Linked DNA regions of Zea mays: region 1 is linked to region 2. A link is a contact called in public Hi-C data. All regions are on one chromosome and are shown on one strand. Each heading gives the region's core, a stretch centred on a gene start, on an enhancer-like site or on the middle of the called end of the contact. The rest is flanking DNA. Distances are from core to core; before and after follow the strand shown.

What was found. Hi-C and Micro-C count contacts between places; a contact is called where the count stands out from the background.
Region 1: a Hi-C map of tassel shows a contact between it and region 2, with 4 times the contacts expected there. The contact joins the promoter of LOC100284470 here to the enhancer-like site in region 2. A contact is called at or near these places in 2 of 25 Hi-C or Micro-C datasets (ear and tassel).

What each region holds. Positions count from the first base shown.
Region 1 is chr4:45,777,273-45,783,932 of Zm-B73-REFERENCE-NAM-5.0, forward strand. It overlaps LOC100284470 (UBA/UBX 33.3 kDa protein), which reads left to right and starts at 2,493. Exons shown (of 12, transcript NM_001157365.2): 1 at 2,493-2,526; 2 at 3,118-3,213; 3 at 3,543-3,619; 4 at 3,960-4,030; 5 at 4,546-4,600; 6 at 4,699-4,760; 7 at 4,836-4,917; 8 at 5,014-5,250; 9 at 5,492-5,566; 10 at 5,671-5,748; 11 at 5,841-5,960; 12 at 6,031-6,311. The coding sequence starts at 3,120. The coding sequence ends at 6,213. It overlaps LOC103653200 (ubiquitin carboxyl-terminal hydrolase 1), which reads right to left. Exons shown (of 6, transcript XM_023302344.2): 4 at 4,769-6,660; 5 at 1,412-1,574; 6 at 1-938.
Region 2 is chr4:44,783,557-44,790,061 of Zm-B73-REFERENCE-NAM-5.0, forward strand. No RefSeq gene overlaps it. Among protein-coding and RNA genes, the nearest start is that of LOC103653188, 58 kb to the left of the region's middle. Within about 2 kb of position 3,780, at least 16 of the 20 cell types and tissues checked have an H3K27ac peak or open chromatin away from gene starts, as enhancers often do. A contact at or near this core is called in ear and tassel, where this site is marked.

The DNA of each region.
Region 1 (6,660 bases), core at 1,243-3,742, 990 kb after region 2:
ATGCTGATGGAATTCCGAAGTATGCACAGCTGGAGAACGAGGCAATGATGAACACATACCCTTGACCGGGGTATGGAGGAGGGTGGTGACCGACCCAAAACCATCCTCCCGGTGGCTCGATTCGACGCGGTGCCCATGGGGCCTGTTGGCTGGAACTCCGGCAGGTTGTTGCTCGACAGCCGGTGGAGAAGGAGCGAGGATGCCCGCCATAGCGGACGAATTGTCCACTACAGCACGCTCCCAATTTTTGGAGATCTTGCCCACCTCGAGTCGCAGGTCATCCATCATCCCTTCCATGTTCATCCGCCAATCTTCCAGCACACCAGTGGCTTGTTCTAGAGCCCCCACGCAGCGGTCTTGTCCAGTGGTGAACTCCGAGAAGGTCGCGTTCCAACGCGACTCCTGCTCGGCCACTCTGCGATCCCACTTGGAGTCATGTTCAGAGAAACGCCGCGACAACTCATCCAGGATGAGTTGAGTGTCTGGATTCATGAGAACACGTCGGAGGCGAGCACGGGTAAAGTAATGCTGCTGGTCGCCGCGATCCAGCGCGTCAACACCCACAAGCCAAGGATCGGTAACCTTTGATACCACTTGTTAACGACTTGCATAAGTTGGAACACACACACAATATCTGGAGAATGCAGAGACGGAGAACAGAGTAGTTGAGATAGTACTTGGAAAGGAAGAAGAACTAGAGTCTAGAGTTCTGTTACAGCATAAAAAACCCTACGCGCCGTCGAACCCTTATTTAATAATCGGCTGGATTACTCTGTGCTGTTTACCCACGCCGGCCCAAAGACCTTTGGGTTGCGCTTCCTCAGCCTTTTGGCCCGACACGGCCCATCTCCTGCTGTTGCAGCCAAACCTTCTTTGTCATTTGCCGCACCGATGACTGCTTCCTCCGCTTCGCTGACAAAGTTGTTGTGTGTTGTAAGCTGTGAAAAAAATTGTTATAGGTTGTGAGTTGTTAAAAAGTTAAAAATCGTTTGGTGAAAACCATAAAAAACCGTTAAAAGTTTTTCGATATATGTTTTCACAGTTCTATCTGAAAACCACTAAAAACAGGTTCGGCAGTGCTTTCAATTTTGCACTGCGAAAAAAATCGGCTTTTACAAAAAACTACTTTATGAATCCAATCCTTTGGTTTGACTATTGGTTTTTATGGGACAAAAGTCAAAGCCAAAAGCAAACCAAATACATCCTCAGCTTATTAACCGACGACGGGAACGCTGAGCCGCTGCGATCACGCCGGCCGGTGCCCAGAAGCGGGGAGCCGAGCGGTTAGGCGGGGCCAGTCTAACGCTTACATTTATCTATATCCATATTTAAATTCCATCCTCTGAATAATGTATTCTAAACAAACAGTATTTTGAATAAACTATAGATAAATTATTGGACACGGTCTTACAATGACTGTACCGTGCGTTAACACGGTACGCAATCATATTTGTTGTGGGTGGGCATTGCGCAGCAAAAATTGTGGCCACTTCTGCAAACTTGCTTTTTTTCCCCTGATGTGATGTTTGGGAAAGTTGCTTCATAGCTATTATCCTCCCATCAGGTAGCTTACCCTGGAAAAAAGGAACATAGTTAATTATATGACTGACCATATACGTTTCTACAAATCTGCATTAATTACCAACATCTACAAGAAAATATTAGAAAATGCATTCGCAAGAGTAAATTGTGAGGAGTAACCTTGTAAACTGCTCCATATCCGCCTTCTCTAAGAATATTTTAGGAACTGAAATTATTATCTATAGCTAACTATAGTTTAGCATTACTGAAGATGTTTGACCTGTTAGTGTGTATATGCATAGTTCTCTTTTTGTTCTCCATAGAATCTAGGGTTCTTACTGTAAAGTTACCACATGTATTTTTGCCCTTTAAGCCCTCTAGAATATACAAGTTGTCATTCTCTTCATCCTAACATGATATATGTGATGAGCTTCTGCAAGACAGTGGTAAAAAAACCAGGGCTCTGGAGGCATTTATGACTTGACAGTAATTCCAACTTCATTTTCCTCTCTTAGTATCTTGTGTGACTCATGAAGTATAAGGCAATGCTGACTAGGCAATTCAGTTGTATACTGAATGAATATCGTCATCTAATGCTTGAGGTACACCAAGACTTCAGGGTTACTCTTTATTACTCTGTTGTTGATTTTCTTAGTGACTTGGTTTGTTTGATCTTCTAAGTTGTAACCCAAACGAAGGAATCGATCTATTTGTGAGTAGGCTAGCTGTTGGTTCAAGAGGGAAACCCTAAGCATGAGGGAAGGCATAAGTTACTGCAGGAAGAAAGAAGTCACCCGAGTCTCCTGAGACACCACAAGACCCATCTGGGAGGAAAAGACAAGAATGAAGTGCAGAAGAAGCAAAGCCCTAATCCTCTACATCTAATTTTCGCACTCCCATTTCCATCTGCAGTAGCTTATAGCTCTTTGCTCTACTTATATGGGAAGAGGATTCATACATCATCTTGGCTCAAGGATTACAAAGTGAGGAAAGAGCTCTGAAAAGGTAAATTTCCTATTCGTAATTTCATCAACTTGTTCTGTCACCAGAATTTCAAAGCAAACTGGAAGTCTTGTGAATACTTCATCAAACTTGCTCAATCTTGTGCTTTTCCATTGCTTGCACTTTATGGTTCTTGTGCCGATGCATTATAACCTGTAATATTTCAGGTTAGGTTTTGTTTCTAGCATACCTATTCTTCCATGTATAGTGATAAAAGCCAACATACTATTAGCATTAACACACACACAGGTCCTAGGTGCTTCACAGAACACATATGTTAGTTCTAATTTAAATTGTAGAGCATTATAGCTTTTATGTTAGACATAGAATCAAGATTTGCAAATTAAGCTCCTAGAATATAGCTTAAATTATGTAAGATCATTGGGGGGAGGGTAGGGCATTTAATCATTGGTAACTCTTTGATTTTTTCTGCTTACGCAACTGTTTGTTTAATTAATTGTTAGTTGTATGAAACATCTGCTTGAATTGAGCCAATAGTTTGACATTGCTATCTGTTTCCCTCATTATCTATTCCCTCTAGTTTTGCATTTGTAGCAATTGGTGAGCTCTTATTTTTGTTCATCTGTCTTCTAGTGATGGCTGTCCCACAAGTTGACAAGAAAATGCTTGGTGAACTTGAAGCCATGGGATTCCCAACTGCACGTTCAGTTAGGGCACTCCATTTTTCAGGTATGCCTTTTCAAACAAACTTGCTAGGTACAGGTTTGCATTACAATGTTTTTCTTTGCCAAAGACAGATCGATAATACACAAAATAGAAACTACACGACAGTTGGTCCCTTCTATGGTTGCGAAGTGTTTTTTTGTATTTGTGCCCATCCTTCCATGGTTTGTGTGTTATCCCTATTCACTGATGGCATTGCAGTTGATAGATATGCCATTTCGTAAAAATGCAAATTATACAAAGCTCCAGCAACATATTTATTATAGATATTCAGTATATTATTTATTTAGCATGTAGTTCAATAAATTGGAGAGATAATAATATGTCTTGTTCAGGTAATTCCAATCTTGAATCTGCTGTAAACTGGCTTCTGGAACATGAAAGTGACCCAGATATTGATCGGCTACCACTGGTAGGTGATTTCTTAACAAGGGATGTTCTTTATTAGCTGAAGTCCTTTCTCATGAGCACTATTCTGTGTTCTGATACTATTCTCGAGGTGTTGGTGGGGCTATAAGAAGTTTTCACTTCATGCAATTTGAATGTCCCTTAAAAAAATTGGTCGGAGATTATAGCTTGGAACCTTCCAAATGTTGTTAATATGAACCTGTGAAGCAACTGCCATCATAATACTTGACACTATAATACTACATTTATATTTCCGAATCAGGTAGTATAATCATGTGAACATTACTGTTGTAATGTCACTACATTGAAACAATTTGTTTTGATCCTTCCCTTGTATGGTCTAGATTCCAAGAGAAATAAGCATTGAATGCGGTGACACATCAGATGAAGTAAGAAATGACGTTGAAGGAATGAGGTTTGTTTCTGTTCCTTAAATGATTTCATAGATGATTTGCTAGAGAAATGTCATAGTACCATTTCAGTGGGGGGGGAAAATCAAATCCTGAGTAAGATTGTTAAATATCTACCTCAATTGAGGAATCAGCAATCTATAGCATATTTTGTATGGATGCAGTGTCACTGTGTGATGTCATAGCTTACAGTTCTGAGTCTTTGCCACCTCAAGGTAAAAACTTTATTTTTCCTTCTTCTGGATTTCAGATAACCTTTTTATCAAGGGACATTCCCTTTTTTTTTTAATGAAACGGTTATGTGTGTGTGTGTGTTTGGGGGTGGGGGGGGCACCTGTCCTTCAACCGGCCTGTTTACAAAGGCAAGTTAAATGCTTGTGTTTCTCAGTAGTCAACAAATGATTTATGAAAAAAAAATCTCGGTGACAGAATGCATGTACTGATCGGCATTTCTGTTGCTTGATTTATGAAAAAAATCTCGGTGATTTATAAAATGTAATGGATGATACTTGTCTTGCAGGGATACTGTGCAGGAGCAGAAACCTAAAGAACACACTGAAACTGGGAGACAGAATGTACTTAGTTTCTTCTTATTAGATGTATCAAATATTTCCTTTAAAACTTCATACCATGCATACTGAGTGGCATGGGCTACAAATTTCTCCTAAACTAGGAGACATCCCAGTTGGAACGAGAACCAAATGCAGATGGACAGGAGGAAGAAGATAGAAAGAGGTGTGTACCTTGCCTTGGATTAGGTTGCTTATCACGGATTCACCCCCAGTAACGCACCTGTACTGTACTTCCCAGGATATTAGCACTATATAAGCAAAAACGAGACGAGGAAGGGAGGGCAAGAGGGCGGATACGGAGTCAATTACAAGAGGATCAGGTATTGCATTCTCTTTTTGAAAATGTGCTTTCTCGCGCCAACATCTTAAGTGTATCCTGTGGTGATCTTCCCGAATGCTCCTTCTTGTTTGTACAGAGGGAGAGGATTCGAGCTGCTAAAGACCTTATGGAAGCAAAGAGAAGTCTCGAGGAAAATCAAAGGAAGCGGTGTGTTTCTTTCGAACGCGCGTCTCACTTGCAGCTCCCAAGATTGCTTCTTGAAGAGAAGCGATGGCTCTGTTTTGGCTGCAGGGTGATGGAGAGTCGGGTAGCAGATCAAGAGGAGGAGAAAAGAGCGAGGGAGAGGATACGCCAGCGTATAGCTGACGATAAGGTCTGTGCTGTCTGCTGCAGCATGCTAAAAACTCTGCTTAATTATACAAAAATAACCATGTACTCCTTACTGCAACTGAATTTTCTTCTTCTTCCCAGCATGATCATAAGTCATCCAGTAACAAATCCTTCATTTTTGTCATTTTTTTTTTGTTATTACCTTGGATTTCCCCCACACACACGCAAAATGTCACTCTATGTTCTGTTGAGAGTCAGATGAAATGCTACATCCTCCTGTGCAGGCAGAGAGGAGGAGACGGCTTGGTCTGCCGCAGGATGATCCTAGGGATCCCGCCGCAACCATGACGCCTGCAAAGGTCGTCGAAATGCATTTCTTCCTGGTTTCTACAGCATCTTCTGATAATGACGAGCGAAACCTCCAGGCGCATCGCTCACACGCACGCGTTTCTTGACCGCGCAGGTAAAGCCTGCTGGACGCGCCGTCGTTGCGTCAGAGCAGCTGAGAGACTGCCTGCGAACCGTGAAGAAGAACCACAGGGTAATAAAACTGAAGAACCCCCTCGCAGATGCTGTTTCTGGTTCGTTTTGATCTTAGTAATTCATTTTCTTCTTCTTCTGCTGCTGCTGTAGGATGACCCTGCTGCAGTGGCAAGAGCGTACCAGGTGTTGCTCAAGATTGTTGGCAACGTAGCGAAGAACCCAGGGGAGGAGAAGTTCAGGAGGATCCGGCTCAGCAACCCTGTGTTCAAGGTAAAGCAGCAGAGACCGGCATGCAGCGCAACTCGCGCTACACCATCTCACCCCACATCTATGCAAGCAGGACAGGGTGGGCAGCGTGCGAGGCGGCGTGGAGTTCCTGGAGCTGTGCGGGTTCCGCAGGTTCAGCGGCATCGGGTACCTGGTGATGCCGAGGGACAAGGTCGACGTGGCTCTGCTCACCGCCGCCGGCGTCGAGATCGCGTCGGCCTTGGAGAACCCCTACTTCGGCCTGCTCTCCAAGTGAAGCGAACGGCCGCTGTCGCTGCTTATTGCTAAACCATGATGTACTGTACAGCTACAATCTGGACGATGATATTTGATCCGTTCCCCTCTTGCCTTCAACCACCATCTGTAATGTAGAGCTGAACTGAAAGCACCGGGCAGATTCACGAAACCCACTTCCAGAACGTGGCGCAGCGCAGTGCGGAGCCCGACCTTCCGCGACCGCGGCGAGCTGGTCCGCCAGCGTCGCGCTGCGCCGCAGGCCGCAGCAACCGCCCCTCCATCACCCCCGACGCCAAGCAAGTCGGTCGCCGCCTCGCTGACGCACGCCCCCAAGCAAGTAGAGCACTGCACGGGCGGGCAGCAGCCGAAGAAGATCGTTGCCTCCTTGGTCCTTGCTATGCGTGGGGGTTCCGTTTCGGCTCGTCTCTCTGGATCTCGCGTGCGGAGGGCGGATCGCTGATTTGGG
Region 2 (6,505 bases), core at 2,530-5,029:
AGACCGGAGTTTTTAACGCAGTAGCGTTCAACCCCAGGCTATGGAAAGCTTTAGCAATCTGTCAAGCATATGATGCTCACCTTGGTTGGGTTAGGGAGGATCAGATTCAATCGGTCGACATGGAAGGTGTCCTCGGCGGCGTTCACCGGATGGCTTTATGGTGTTCCGGTGAAACTACTGTCGTAGAGTTCAAAAGGAAGATTTTGTGAGCAACACTATGACCCTATGTCCTGAAACGTGAGCACATTGAACATGTTACCTTCCCAAAAAGGTTGTCCACGGGGAGATGGGAGATTTGGTGGTGATGGTCACCACTGTTAGTGTCTGCACGGCATTCTGGCCTCCTCATCGAAACAGAGAGGTAGAGAGGGCTTGAGGGTTTGTCTTAGATGCTGAGGGATGGCATGACATAGTGAGCAGGCCAAGAGCTCAATTGGAATATATATACAGATTCAGATTCCTTCTCTTATCACCTCTTTCTTTAACTAGGGTCAAATACATGAGCTGCACTGGTTGGGGTTACACTGGGGGCTTTCACCGTGGCCAACTGGGGTTAAATTGTTCCTCTATATCAACTGCAGGCTTCCCACACAGAGCCAAGCATAGAGGAAACTTTACTTCTGCTTTTGTTGCATGTTGGATAGCAAGACAAATAGTGAAGAAGCTGAGTCACTATGGCCAAGATTCTTATTGCCTTGCTCTGATCCATGAAGTGGTAAAGCTGGGACAAGTTATCCCCCCTAGGCTACAAGTTCCTTTTGTGGCAATCACTAGAAACCTCCAGAGCACTGGTTGAGATGGATATGTTTCTTAGATTTTTGCACAAACCTGAACTACTTCAGTCGACAACAGTACCAACCTCATTCCCTCCTTTGCTCCCTTCTCCAAACAATGATAGACCTATATTACTCAAGCAATTTTGTTCCCTAACTATAGGTCCATAAGTTTACTATAATTTTCCAGGGTCAAGGATACAAGAATCACAAACTATAGGTCCCCAAAGTTGGCTGAAATTCACAGGAAGCATACCCAGTTATCTAAGACTGAGCACGAACCTTATAGCCTGACTGGGCACTTTCAGGTAGTTGTTTCTTCACCTTTTGTGTGGGATCACACCCAACTCACTTAAGGAGATTGGTTCATTTATAGATGATCTTCAACTTTGTTATAAAGATACCAGTCCAAAATCATCTAGAACAGGCACCACACAGCTCCAAAGTCAAGCTAATCACTGAAATTCAGCACTGGCCACTATTCCCTATCTGAAAATTTCCAAAGTCTGCCAGCCTTCCTTCTAACACCATTTACTCCACCTTTTCATGTAGTACCAAGACCATATCCCTTAAACAAACTTGTACCCTAATAGCTACTCTACAACTTTGTTACAAGGAGTATGGCTTAATACTTCATAAATCAGACACAAAGGAGCTCCCAAAGTTGCTAAAAACACATAACTTCAGGCTTTGAAAATAAACTAAGTCCAGAATTCTAGAGTAAGGCATAGTACCATTGAACCAATTTTTCTACCAATTCCACACAGCTTTAGGGTTGAACAATTTAATCAAACTTGTGCACCAAGTGTAGCCCCACAGCTTTGTCATAGTGACCCTCCTCAAACTGTCCATGGATTGAAAATTATTAAGGCCTAAATATAGGTAGGTAGTAATAATTTTAGGATTCAAAAATTTAGGTCCAGACTAAATTGTGAGCTTTTCTCTACTTTTTGTTTTTAAACTTGGTATTCTCCACATATGAAAGTTGTTTGGTATGGAAACTTTATAAGTTTCATATTTTGACTTTTGGCCAAACGCTGCAAGATCATAATTTCCATTGTTGAGGTTAAGATTAAAGTTTCTCCCACTAGGTCTTCTGCTATCCACTGATTAAGACATTAGGTTTAAATTATTTTTAATCCCGGTGAATGCATTCTAGGTGTATTACAACACAACCCACAACCATGTCAATGCACATGATGTCATGCCAAGTTTTAGTTCTAGTAACACCAGGGGTGTTACATCCTTTCCTCCTAAAAGGAATCTCGTCCCGAGATTAAAGCTCGAGGCTAAGTAATGGAAAGGAAATGCATCACAATCTTTTTTTCTTATTTTCCAAGTTAAGTGATTACCTTTCTCTAGATTTACCTGGTCTAGTTCAATCAGTTGGCCTAGTCCAGCTTTCTTTTACATCATGTAGCCTTGTTTCATTTCTTATCTACGACGAGGGTTGAAGATCCAGTCTTCATATCCGAGAAGTACGGCGATCCGAATCGATTAATACCTAGCTGGGGATCTCCAACCACACGATATATGTAGCACTTAACCCTGGCTTATGTCAACTCACACTCGGGTTTCTCAAGACCAGAGCGGGTTCACGTGACCCGAGAGCACAGTACCCCACCATTTAGCCACTTGCTAGGTGGGAACACGTTACTCCCACCATCTCTCCACTCCCAGTGCGTGCGAGTTGTTCTTGTATTGGTCCGACCGAGGCTAAGATTTCCCATGATGAGGCATGTGGCTAGTTAAAGGGTCCTAGATCAGCAGGCCAACAATCGTTGCGGTCCTTAAGTGACACAGACGGGCGACCTTTCCAGCTCAACGTCTGGTCTCAAATAAAACTATTTCTGAAAACTTGGTACCTGTCAGAGATACCCTGCTGAAATGATGAAGTCATCAAGGCCTTTGATACCTTCATCACTCTAGTCCCTTTTTCTTTGTAAAAACATGATTCATATCTCAAAACATTTTGTTCCTAGTCTATAAGCATAATAAGCACATCTAGCTTTTCAAATCAGGTATCACGAATGATAATCCATAGTTCAAGGAAGTATGCAACAAAGTTTAATCATTCAACTCTTACCACCTAATGCAGCATATAAGTGATAAAAGTTTTATAACAACAAGGAGGTGGTAAATGCACTGGAGCTTGCCTTGATGAGGAGATGAGTCAGGCTCTTCTACTAGGATATTGCAGTTGGCAGCAAACCCTACTGGAGCACCCTCGAGAGTACCTTCAGGAACAACCTCAGTTGGAGAAGTTTCAGATGTAGGAACAGGCTCCTCTTCCACTTCCACTTCAAATTCTTCTTCTCGGTGCTCTACAAGTCAATATCAAGTATATGAATGCTCATGTAATGATATGCTATGCAAACTCTTACTCAGGGAGAGGTGGAAAGCTTAAATGCTCGTAATTAAACATTTAGTGATTATACTTATAGTTCTAGGTTACCTAATGTTGGCTTAACGCGATCAAACTAAATTTTCCTCAGAAAATCAGAGAATACATATTTTAAAGCTTGTCAACCTTGCTGTTTAATATTTTGTATGATTTAAGTTTTATTTAACCTTATAGTAATTCAAGGTTTAGAGTTCTAATTACCCATTTTTAGATAGTTTATGGTTCTCTAAGCAAATCGACTCCAAACAGGCTTAGATTTTTACCAGAAGCTACTCTAAGGAAAACTAATTTTTCCACAAATTTTTATGATTTTTGAATCTATGTTTTTATTTCTAAAATTCTTTTAGGCTTCTTAAGGGTACTTTAAAATGATTAAGAATTTACTAGTTGCTGAAAAAATCCTAAGAATAAATTTTAATAGAACTACATAATTTCTTGGATTCTACAAAATTGGTTTGGTAATTTTTGCAGTTTTCTACAATTTATGATGAATTCTGTAACCTGCTACCAAAAATAAAAAGGAAACTACCAATAGTACTGGGCCGAAACCGGTCCGAGAAGGCCCAGCACAGCCAGATATGGCGCCCTCGCACGAGGCACGTGCCTGCCGTTCCGCAGTTTTTCATTCAGACCCCCACTAAATCAATTAACCGAACAAGAGTCTCGTGCCCTATTCTGTTGTTTCACTAACATGTGCACCGAGGTCCTTTCCTTTTCGTTTATTCACAAACTCCGGTCCACGACCGTGGCTCCAGCGGCCCTAAGTCGAACACATGCTTGCGCGCTCGCAACTAGCCAACGGTGGCCGGCTCCGGCAAGGGTCAACACAACTATGTGTTATCCGAGCTCAGCCCAACATATCTCTTGAGTGAATCGGATTCAAATGACCTAAACCGCCCAGACCACAGTGACGGCGGAGACCTGAGCTCCGATGAGATAGACCGGAGTTTTTAACGCAGTAGCGTTCAACCCTTGGCTATGGAAAGTTTTAGCAATCTGTCAAGCATACGATGCTCACATTGGTTGGGTTAGGGAGGATCAGATTCAATCGGTCGACATGGAAGGTCTCCTCGACGGCGTTCACCGGATTGCTTGATGGTGTTCCGGTGAAACTACTACGGTAGAGTTCAAAAGGAAGATTTTGTGAGCAACACTATGACCCCTATGTCCTGAAATGTGAGCACATCGAACGTGTTACCTTCCCGAAAAGGTTGTCCACGGGGAGATGGGAGATTCGGTGGTGATGGTCACCACTGTTAGTGTCTGCACGACGTTCTGGCCTCCTCAACGAAACAGAGAGGTAGAGAGAGCTTGACGGTTTGTCTTAGATGCTGAGGGATGGCATGGCATAGGGCCTATTTGGTTCAGTTTTTTTTTCTGACCAGCTTTCCCGAGAATCTAGCTGTGGGAAGAATCTAGCAGTGTAGAGAATCTGAGTATCGTTAGGATTACGTGCGAAGGAAGATAAAATTGTTCATGAGGCTCAGGATCTATAAAGTGACGGATTACTACTATTGCGACGACTCAACCGATTATATGTTTATGTTGATTTTGAATGGTTTTTACCAAAACAAATTTTATAGAAGCTGGCTGAAAAGCTGAGTGTTTGGTAGTCCGCAGCAGCTTTTTGTGGCCAGAAGCTACAAAAAGTCGAAACAAACAGGGCGTAGTGAGCAGGCCAAGGGCTTAATTGAAATATATATACAGATTCAGTTTCCATCTCTTATCACCTCTTTGTTTAACTAGGGTCAAACACATGAGCTGCACTGGTTGGGGTTACACTGGGGGCTTTCACCGTGGCTAACTGGGGTTAAATTGTTCCTCTATATCAACTGCAGGCTTCCCATGCAGAGCCAAGCACATAGGAAACTTTACTTCTCCTTCTGTTGAATGTTGGACAGCAAGACAAATAGTGAAGCAACTGAGTCACTATGGCCAAGATTATTACCTCCTTGCTCTGATCCATGAAGTGGTAAAGCTGGGACAAGTTATCCCCCCTAGGCTACAAGTTCCTTTCGGTGCAATCACTAGAAACCTCCAGAGCACTGGTGGAGATGGATATGTTTCTCAGATTTCACAACCCTGAACTACTTCAGTCGACAGCAGTACCAACCTCATTCGCTCCTTTGCTCCCTTCTCCAAACAATGACAGACCTATATTACTGAAGCAATTTTGTTCCTTAACTATAGGTCTATAAGTTTACAATAGTTTTCCAGGGTCAAGGATACAAGAATCACAAACTATAGGTCCCCAAAGTTGGCTGAAATTCACAGGAACCATACCCAGTTATCTAAGACTGAGCACGAAACTTATAGCCTGACAGGGCACTTTCAGGTAGTTGTTTTTTCACCTTTTTGTGGGATCACATCCAACTCACTTAAGGAGATTGGTTCATTTACATATGATCTTCAACTTTGTTATAAAGATCACAGTCCAAAACCATCGAGAACAGGCACCACACAGCTCCAAAGTCATGCCAATCACTGAAATTCAGCACTGGCCACTATTCCCTATCTGAAAATTTCCAAAGTCTGCCAGCCTTCCTTCTAACACCATTTACTCCACCTTTTCATGTAGTACCAAGACCATATCCCTTAAACAAACTTGTACCCTAATAGCTACTCTACAACTTTATTACAAGGAGTATGGCTTAATACTTCATAAATCAGACACAAAGGAGCTCCCAAAGTTGCTAAAAACACATAACTTCAGGCTTTGAAAATAAACTAAGTCCAGAATTCCAGAGTAAGGCATAGTACCCTTGAACCAATTTTTCTACCAATTCCACACAGCTTTAGGGTTGAACAATTTAATCAAACTTGTGCACCAAGCGTAGCCCCACAGCTTTTTCATAGTGACCCTCCTACAACTGTCCATGGATTGAAAATTATTAAGGCCTAAATATAGGTAGTTAGTAATAATTTAAGGATTCAAAAACTTAGGTCCAGACTAAATTGTGTGCTTTTCTCTACGTTTTGTTGTTAAACTTGGGATTCTCCACATATGAGAGTTGTTTGTTATGGAAAACTTTATAAGTTTCATATTTTGACTTTTGGCCAAACGCTGCAAGATCAAAATTTCCACTGTTGGGGTTAAGATTAAAGTTTCTCCCACTAGGTCTTCTGTGATAGAACCACCCGAATTATTCCAGTTTAAGTGCCCAACTCGCACCTGTTGGGGGCCTTCGTCTTCCGAAGGTCCTCAAAAACACGACTAACATGTTTCCCAAGTATAATATGTGTACAGGAATCTTCGGACACGGGATAAGGTTGTACATGATATGAAGAGCGCAGTTCAGGAGAAGGATGAACCAATGCCGAAGCTACT